Regions from separate parts of the Rattus norvegicus genome. Here region 1 is linked to region 2. The links are chromatin contacts, called in public Hi-C maps. All regions are on one chromosome and are shown on one strand. The core of a region is the stretch at or near the end of the contact, and the rest is flanking DNA. Distances in the headings are between cores, read along the strand shown. Region 1 holds the start of Bmf (Bcl2 modifying factor). Region 2 overlaps LOC120101638 (a long non-coding RNA gene).

The links. Hi-C and Micro-C count contacts between places; a contact is called where the count stands out from the background.
Region 1: a Hi-C map of liver shows a contact between it and region 2, with 2.2 times the contacts expected there. The contact joins the promoter of Bmf here to the enhancer-like site in region 2. A contact is called at or near these places in 3 of 12 Hi-C or Micro-C datasets (kidney, liver and mammary epithelial cells).

The regions. Positions count from the first base shown.
Region 1 is chr3:125,971,741-125,975,426 of GRCr8, reverse strand. It overlaps Bmf (Bcl2 modifying factor), which reads left to right and starts at 1,363. Exons shown (of 5, transcript NM_139258.2): 1 at 1,363-1,498; 2 at 1,869-1,998. The coding sequence starts at 1,376.
Region 2 is chr3:125,934,281-125,937,788 of GRCr8, reverse strand. It overlaps LOC120101638 (a long non-coding RNA gene), which reads left to right. Exons shown (of 3, transcript XR_005502383.2): 2 at 2,779-2,912; 3 at 3,325-3,508. Among named protein-coding and RNA genes, the nearest start is that of Srp14, 36 kb to the right of the region's middle. Within about 2 kb of position 1,903, at least 56 of the 93 cell types and tissues checked have an H3K27ac peak or open chromatin away from gene starts, as enhancers often do. A contact at or near this core is called in liver, where this site is marked.

The DNA of each region.
Region 1 (3,686 bases), core at 114-2,613, 38 kb before region 2:
CTGATTTCTGCCCCGCGCGCACCCTCGTTTTCCCCCAAATCCATCTTCTGCAAAGTCTTTGCTACCGGCCCGCTAGGAAATACAAATTCCTTGGGGCTGAAGAGATGGCTCAGTGGTTAAACGCACTAGTTGCTCTTCCAGAGGACCCAGGTTCAATTCCAAGGACCCACGTGGCAGCTCATAGACATCTGTAACTCCAGTTCCAGAAGACCTGCTGTCACAAAGACATATGCAAAACACTAATGCACATGAAATAAAAATAAACAAATTATTTTTAAAGGTACAAATTCCTCATCCTGTTATTCCAGGGGGTACCTCTGCAATCTGACCTAAATCTACCTGCCCTCCATACCTTCACATCCTAAACCATGGTGAGGATGCCTGATAGCTCAATAGAGGGGCCTGACCTTGCTTCCCAGACCTGCTCAGTACTTTATTCTAGCTCCCTGCCTTCTCCGGCTCACGACTGTTTCATTTGGTTTTTATTTAGTGAAAAATTCCCCATTCTTCAAGGCCCTATCCCAAAGTCTTTGCATATTATCCCTAAAATAGCACCATTCACGTTGGTTCCCATCATTCACAAGTAGAGTATAAGTTCATTGAGGTCAGGCACAGAAGTCTGACACTTAGACCAGTGCTTGGCACACAGTAGGTGTTCAAAAAAATGTGCACCCATCCCTAGATAGTATACGAGATGCGTTTTGCTTTCCTAGCAGCCTAAGAACAGCCCTCTGATGCTACCCAGGCTGCCCTTTTGATTTCTCCTCTTACAGAGTCTTTATAGCAATGATCTTGCATAGTCTAGACGAGAGGACATGGCCTTTCTTTGCACTTGATGGATCCAAATGTCATTTAGTTCTAGATGCAGACACACGTGTTCTCCTCTAGCTTTCCTCAGACACGCCCAACAGGCAAGAGGGCGGGCTTTTTGTTTTGTTTTGTTTTTTGTTTGTTTTGTTTTTCTCATTAGAGACCAGCAACTCCTTTTTTCCCCCGCTATACAAGTCGCGGCTGAAATCTCCCAGTCTCCTCCTGAGCCGGCTTTCTGGAAGTCCCGCAAAAATTCAGCCCATTTCCAAGTAGACAAAAGTCACTTAGGCGTCTTGTGCCCCCAACCTAGTGGAGAACCCAGGGACTCTCTGTCATTTCTGGGGCTTGCATTCGGAACCGAATCCTCACCCTTTACAGAGCTCCAATTGCGCTTCTGGCGGAGGTCAGAAATGTGCCCGGCCCCTTATAATGTTTCCAAGGGAAGGTTCGTACATTGGTGACTGTCCCTGGCAGCTGCCCAGCTTGAGACTTGGAGCTCCACTTGCCATTGGTCAGTGGTTGGAGTGACGCAAAGAAGGGCGGGGCCTCATCAGCTGTTTGCGGGATGCCCGGAGCGGGCGTATTTTGGAAACAATACCGCGCGGTGCGCGGTGGCCTCCTCCCGCGCCAGCTCACGCCCACAGCAGTCGCTGCCCGAGCCCGCGCCACCACCTCCCACCGCAGCCCGGTGAGCGCCCGGGCGGCCGGGGGCCAAGCAGAGTTGGGTCGTACCTCCTCCGGGAAGTGGGGAGCGGAGTCGCGCAGCGCGTGGGGGCCCGGGAAAGGGTTTGGACTGCGGGCATCTGGGGTGACCACGGGGAATTGGGGTGCAGGGATGTGGGGACGAGGTGCAGAGCACAAATTTGGGGTTGCTGCTCCAAGAGTGGCTTTCGGAAAGTATTTGGAATTCGGTGTTGAAAGTAGGTGAGCAAATGGTCCTGGGGTCCACTGCAAAGCTCCCGGGACGCTTTGGCCTCCGGGTGTAACTGTGGGGTGGGGCCGTGAGTTGTGGTGCGTTTCGCCTCCCTGCGGAGTCTGAAGGCTCCTCTTCTTAACAGCTGGAGTTTGTCCCCTTCTTCCCAATCGAGTGTGGGCGCCAAGTCCCCCGAGTGTTCGTCACCCTGGACCCTGGCGCAGAGCCCTGGCATCACGACTCGGAGGCTGAGACGCTGTCCTGGAGTCACCCAGGTGTGTGTGTGTGTGTGTGTGTGTGTGTGTGTGTGTGTGTGTGTGTGTGTGTGTGTGTGTGTGTGTGTATGTGCGTGCGCGTGTGTTCAGAGATCTTAGCCACTATCGAGTTTAAGGTATCTGGCTAGTGCTAACTCCTAAAAAGAGGAGGAGTTTATATTGAGCATCCTAGTTGGAGCGCGGAGGTTCTGGGGTGGCTCCAGCGGACTTTAAGCCCTTTGCTAGGAATAAAGCATTCCCTGGCTATGTTCTCAGGAAGTGCCCTCTTCCTACTAGTCTGGACATTACTACTTTAGCTCAGGGAAGCTGAGGGTCTCCACTTCTCTCCGGTTTACTTTTGACTTTGCCCAGAGCCCCTCCGAAGCTCTTACCAAGTGGAGAGCCACCTGCAGTTTCTGTGCAGAGTGGGAGGGGGGTCTCTGCGTTTTCAGAACCACACCCTCTGGCTGCACCTCCCCCACTGTCCAGTGTAGGCAAGGGTTGAACTTTGGGGCTTTGCTGGGTGGGGGAGGGGAGTGATAGGCTTCAAAAGAAACACCAAGACAATGACTCCTGCTTGTGATTGGCTCTGCGGAGTCCTTACTTTGGTTGGGATAGCCTCACTGCAAAGAAGTGTTTGAAGGACAGAAGAAGCTCTGCTAGGTGACATCTCTTGGTCCTTTCATCTGGGAACTTTATTTTCTGTTGCTGATAAGCTGGAGATACCCCTTACCTATCGGAACAATAGCAGGCATGGCATCATTCTTCAGGGAAGAGGGCACAAGACCACAGATAGCTCAGGGATGGGATGGGGTAAGGCTTCGGGGTTGAAGCAAAAACCCCACCGAGCTTGCATTTGGGAAAGGAAGGTTTCTGAACTTAACTGAGATTTCTTTAAAGACTTCACCCCACAAACCACTCAGCTTGTCTTCCAAAGGCAAGAAAGTGGAGATCAGAACTCTCTGGAATCCCCAGCCGAGTTCGACTAAGACAAAGTTTGTCTTTGCATTGCCTTAACCTTTTAGGTGCTGGCCGATTCTCCTGGTTGCCCCAGGGGCCCTAACTGAGGCAAGGTCAGTTTGGAAGTTCAAGCTGCTGGGTGACTCCCGAGTGCAGAATTTCATGAGCTGTCAGGTGGAGAGAAAGGAACTTAACACTAAGAAACAGCCCCACTGTGTAGGCACGGAGAGAGAGCACAGCAGGAGGGCTGAATTTCACTTCCTTCTGTGAGGCTCATTGTACCTATCTCAGGTTCAGCTTCGGCAGGAATGGGAAGCTGAGTGGATGAGGATTTGAAGTAGCTGGACACTTCGCTAGAGGCTGATTCAACCCTCAAGATTAACCTGTGGTGGGCAGATAGCTTTGCTCCTCTGGATGGGAGCTAAGCCAGCTGGCCAGCTGGAGTGACTAAGTTAGGTCCCCTGTTCCAGGACACACTCACCACACCACAGAGCCTGTTTGTTGTGTTGTGCAAGGAGGGGGTGGAGATGTGCAGTAGGGTGGGGCTTAGCACGTTAGGAGGGAACCTGGCTGCTCTACAATTGCTGGCTCTTGTTTTTGCTGCTAAGCCTGGAGTTCAGACTTAGATGAGAGCCTGGAGGTTCCTCCTTAGGAATTGTGTGTGTGTGTGTGTGTGTGTGTGTGTGTGTGTGTGTGTGTACAGTCAGTAAGTGTCCCCTTCTGTGCCTCCATAGCCACTTACAGAGGCA
Region 2 (3,508 bases), core at 654-3,153:
TTTATGGGCCAAGTTATACGTAGCACATTTTATGTTCCTAAGCGGCCTAAGTGCTTTTTGTAGGTCCTTCAAGGACACTAAAAAGTAAGTGTTGGGGGTGGAGTGATAGAAAGCTTGAGCCCTTGCTGCTGCTCCTACATAGGATGTAGGTTCGGTTCCTGACACCCATGTCAGGGGTCTCACAACCAACTGTAACTCTAGCTCCAGTGGCATACTGTGATTGTTTTGGCCTCTGAGGGCACCTGTACGCGCGCGCGCACACACACACACACACACACACACACGCACGCACGCACGCACGCACGCACGCACACACACACACACACACACACACACATTAAAATGAAAATAAATCACTAAAAAGTTTATCCCTCAGTTTGGCATGGCGGCTCCTGGTTGTAATCTCATCAAGAAGCTTAGGTAGGATTATTGCCTGGAACTGGCCTACAGTGTCTCAAAACCAAAACAAAGAAAGAAGGAAAGAAGAGAGGAGTAGGAGAGTTGGCTCACTGGTAAATGGTTTCCATGAAAGCACCAGGACCTGAGTTCAGATTCCCCAGAATCTGTCTGCATGAAAAGCTGGGCATAGAGAGCCTCTGTGTGCCAGGACTCCCGGCTGAGGGTGTGGGAGTGGCCAAGGCAGGCAGACCTGGAAGCTCGGAAGCTCCATAGACAGCTAGCCCAGTCAAATCAAAGAGTTTCAGGTTCAGTGAGAGCGCTCCCAAAGCAGAAGCAGGCGGATCTCTGTGAGTTCAAGGCCAGCCTAGTCTACAGCGTGAGTTCCCGGGCTACACAGAGAAACCATGTCTCAAAGAGCTAAAACAAAACAAAACAAAACAACAACAACAAAAACTCACCCCTATCCCCACTGCACCCTCACCCACCAAAAACCATAGAGGTGGAAGTGACTCAGAGGTTAAGAGTGCTTGCTGCATTTGCAGAGGACCAGGGTTCAGTCCCAAGCTCCCTGCATTGTTTTCTGTTTTGAGACCATCACTCCAGGCTTCATTTGCTGGGTCACACATTCTCCTATCCACCTGCCCCCCCTCAAGCTCAGAGCTCCCCTCAGGTGTCAAGTCAGTCATGTTTCAAACTTCCTCTGGAAACCAGAGCTCACAAAAGGAGGGGAAGGTGAGGGAAATATAGGATGAAGAGTTCTGAAGCCTGCGGGAGTAGCACCTGTGCTCTCCCTCCAAGACTATAGATCTCCTCAGAATGAGAAGTCAACTTCCGATGGACACACTATTGCTGGTTGGCCCTAACGAGGCCACGGGCTGACATCATCTAAGTCAAGAAGGCCTATTTCCCAGCATGCTCCACTGTCCACTGGACAGCTTCACAGAGCCCAGCTCCCTGCGCCTCAGGGTGAAACTGCTGCGGTAGATAGAATACTAGTTCTCCTACAGGCCTTTCTGGGCACAGGAAAAGAAACCCTTTCAGCTGGCAGACTCCAGCCAAGCTCTGTCCCCACTGCTGGAGGACATGACCTGTTTCATACACCCAACCTTCAATCCCCCTAGTCTGTGAGGCCCAGATCAGCCTGTGACAGAAGAGACCTGATCAAGAACAGACTTGGGAAGGATCAAAAATCAGGGCCCAGGGTGTATGCGTGTGTAGGGGCAACTGGTAATTCCACCCCACCTGCAGTGCTGGTGGAGGTGGGAGCCCAGCCAGCGGGTGACAGTGAGCGCCCAGGGGAGGCCTCGTGCCCTCTCTGTGAGGGTGACTGAATCTGCCAGCTGTGGGGCTTGTCCGTGCCAAGTCTGCCCTGGCTCCGTCTAGTCGTAATCGATGCTGGCGCCAGGCCAGGCCCCCTGCCAGCTCCGGTCACACTCGGCTAGCGCGAGAGGCCCAGCCCATTAACTCCTAGCCAAGGCCCATTGTCTGGGTCCCTGCCCGGTGGTTTATTTACTCCAGGCTGGACGGGAGGTGGCGGCCAGTGGGCGGGAGAGGATGGGGTGGCAGGGAAGGCCGGAGTGGGGCAGCCTTCAGAGCCCCAGGGCAGGGGCTGCTGTTGGGGCTTTTGTTGTGATTTTAGAGGCTTTGAAAGATTGCTGGTAGAAGCAGACGCACTTCCAAGCCCACCTCAGGGGTCTTCTCAGAGGTGCAGGCTCTGCAGACTATAGACCTTACACCCCACCCACGACCTGTACACACCACTCAACCTCAAAGCCCCTTGAAGTTTTTTTTACTTGTTTTTTTAACCTCGAACATCCTCTTTAGCTTTTTAAGTTGGCATTTAAATCTTTTTATCCCAAGGTCATCTTTTCCAGCGTCTTAGGAACGAACACATGCCTTTATTATACAGAATAGTCAAGAAATTTTAGAGGAAAATTATTAGTGACATTGTACAATTAAAATTTAACATCTTTCTTTTTTCTTTTCTGTTTTGTTTCAATTTTTCATTGCATCTACTTACTTATGTGTATGGTGTGAGTGGCTTGTGTCCTGGAAGGTAAGAGGACAGCTTTGATCCTCCCCTTTCCTCTTGTGGGTCCTGGGGATCAAACTCAGGATGTTAGCTTTGGCAGTAGACACCCTTCACGGTTGGAGCTGTTCACCTGGCTTGATTTCTCACTCATTTGTTTGTTTTGTTTGAGACAGAGTCTCACTCCCTAGCTGAGGCTACCCTGGAACTCATTATATATAGCCCAGGCTAGCCTCTAACTCACTTGTGGCCAGCCTCCTGCCACAAGTGCTGGGATTATAGTGTGAACTAGTGGATTTCTTTTAAATAGCCATTGCCGGCTAAATATCGCAGCCTTCTTTCTTCCCCAGAAGTTTGACACTGAATAAAAATGCGGACATGACCACTTTCCTATGTATAATTAAGGAGAAAGATTTTATTGTGGACACGTTGGAGAGAACAGCCAGAAGCATCTGCAAGAGTCCAGACTGACCATGGCCTACAGGTTAGACTGGGCCATGGGGGCATAGGGGTGGGGCGGAAAGGGGGCCTGGGCTAAGAGAGGAACCAAGAGGCCAAGAGAAGGCATAGTCAAAATGGCTGGGTTTTATAGGAAAAGAAAAACTGGGAGAAGGGAAGGGAAGCTCAGAGGCTGGAGATGGTTAGGGTAGAGAAGTGTGAAGAGAGCATCTGTAACGAATGCTTGCAATGCTGAGACCTGGCAGCCAGTGTCTGCTTTGATATGTAACACACACCACTCGATGTCCATTTAAAAGTTATAGTGGAACAAACTAACCTTTTTATTTATCTTTTGGAGACAAGATCTTACTGTGTAGTACAGGCTGGCCTCAAACTGAAGATCTTCCTGCTTCAACCTCCCAACTAATCCCTATTATTTATTTATATATTGAAGACAGGATTTCTCTGTGTAGCCCTGGATATCCTGGAACTTGCTCTGTTAAGAGAGAGTTTCCTGAGTCCAGCCATCTCAGGAACCGAGTTCCACCTTGCTGGCAGGATCAAAACTGAGTTCACGTTCCCAGGCCCCAGAATCCAGGTCCTGGCCTGCTTCTTCATGTTTGTCCATTAACCAAGACAGGA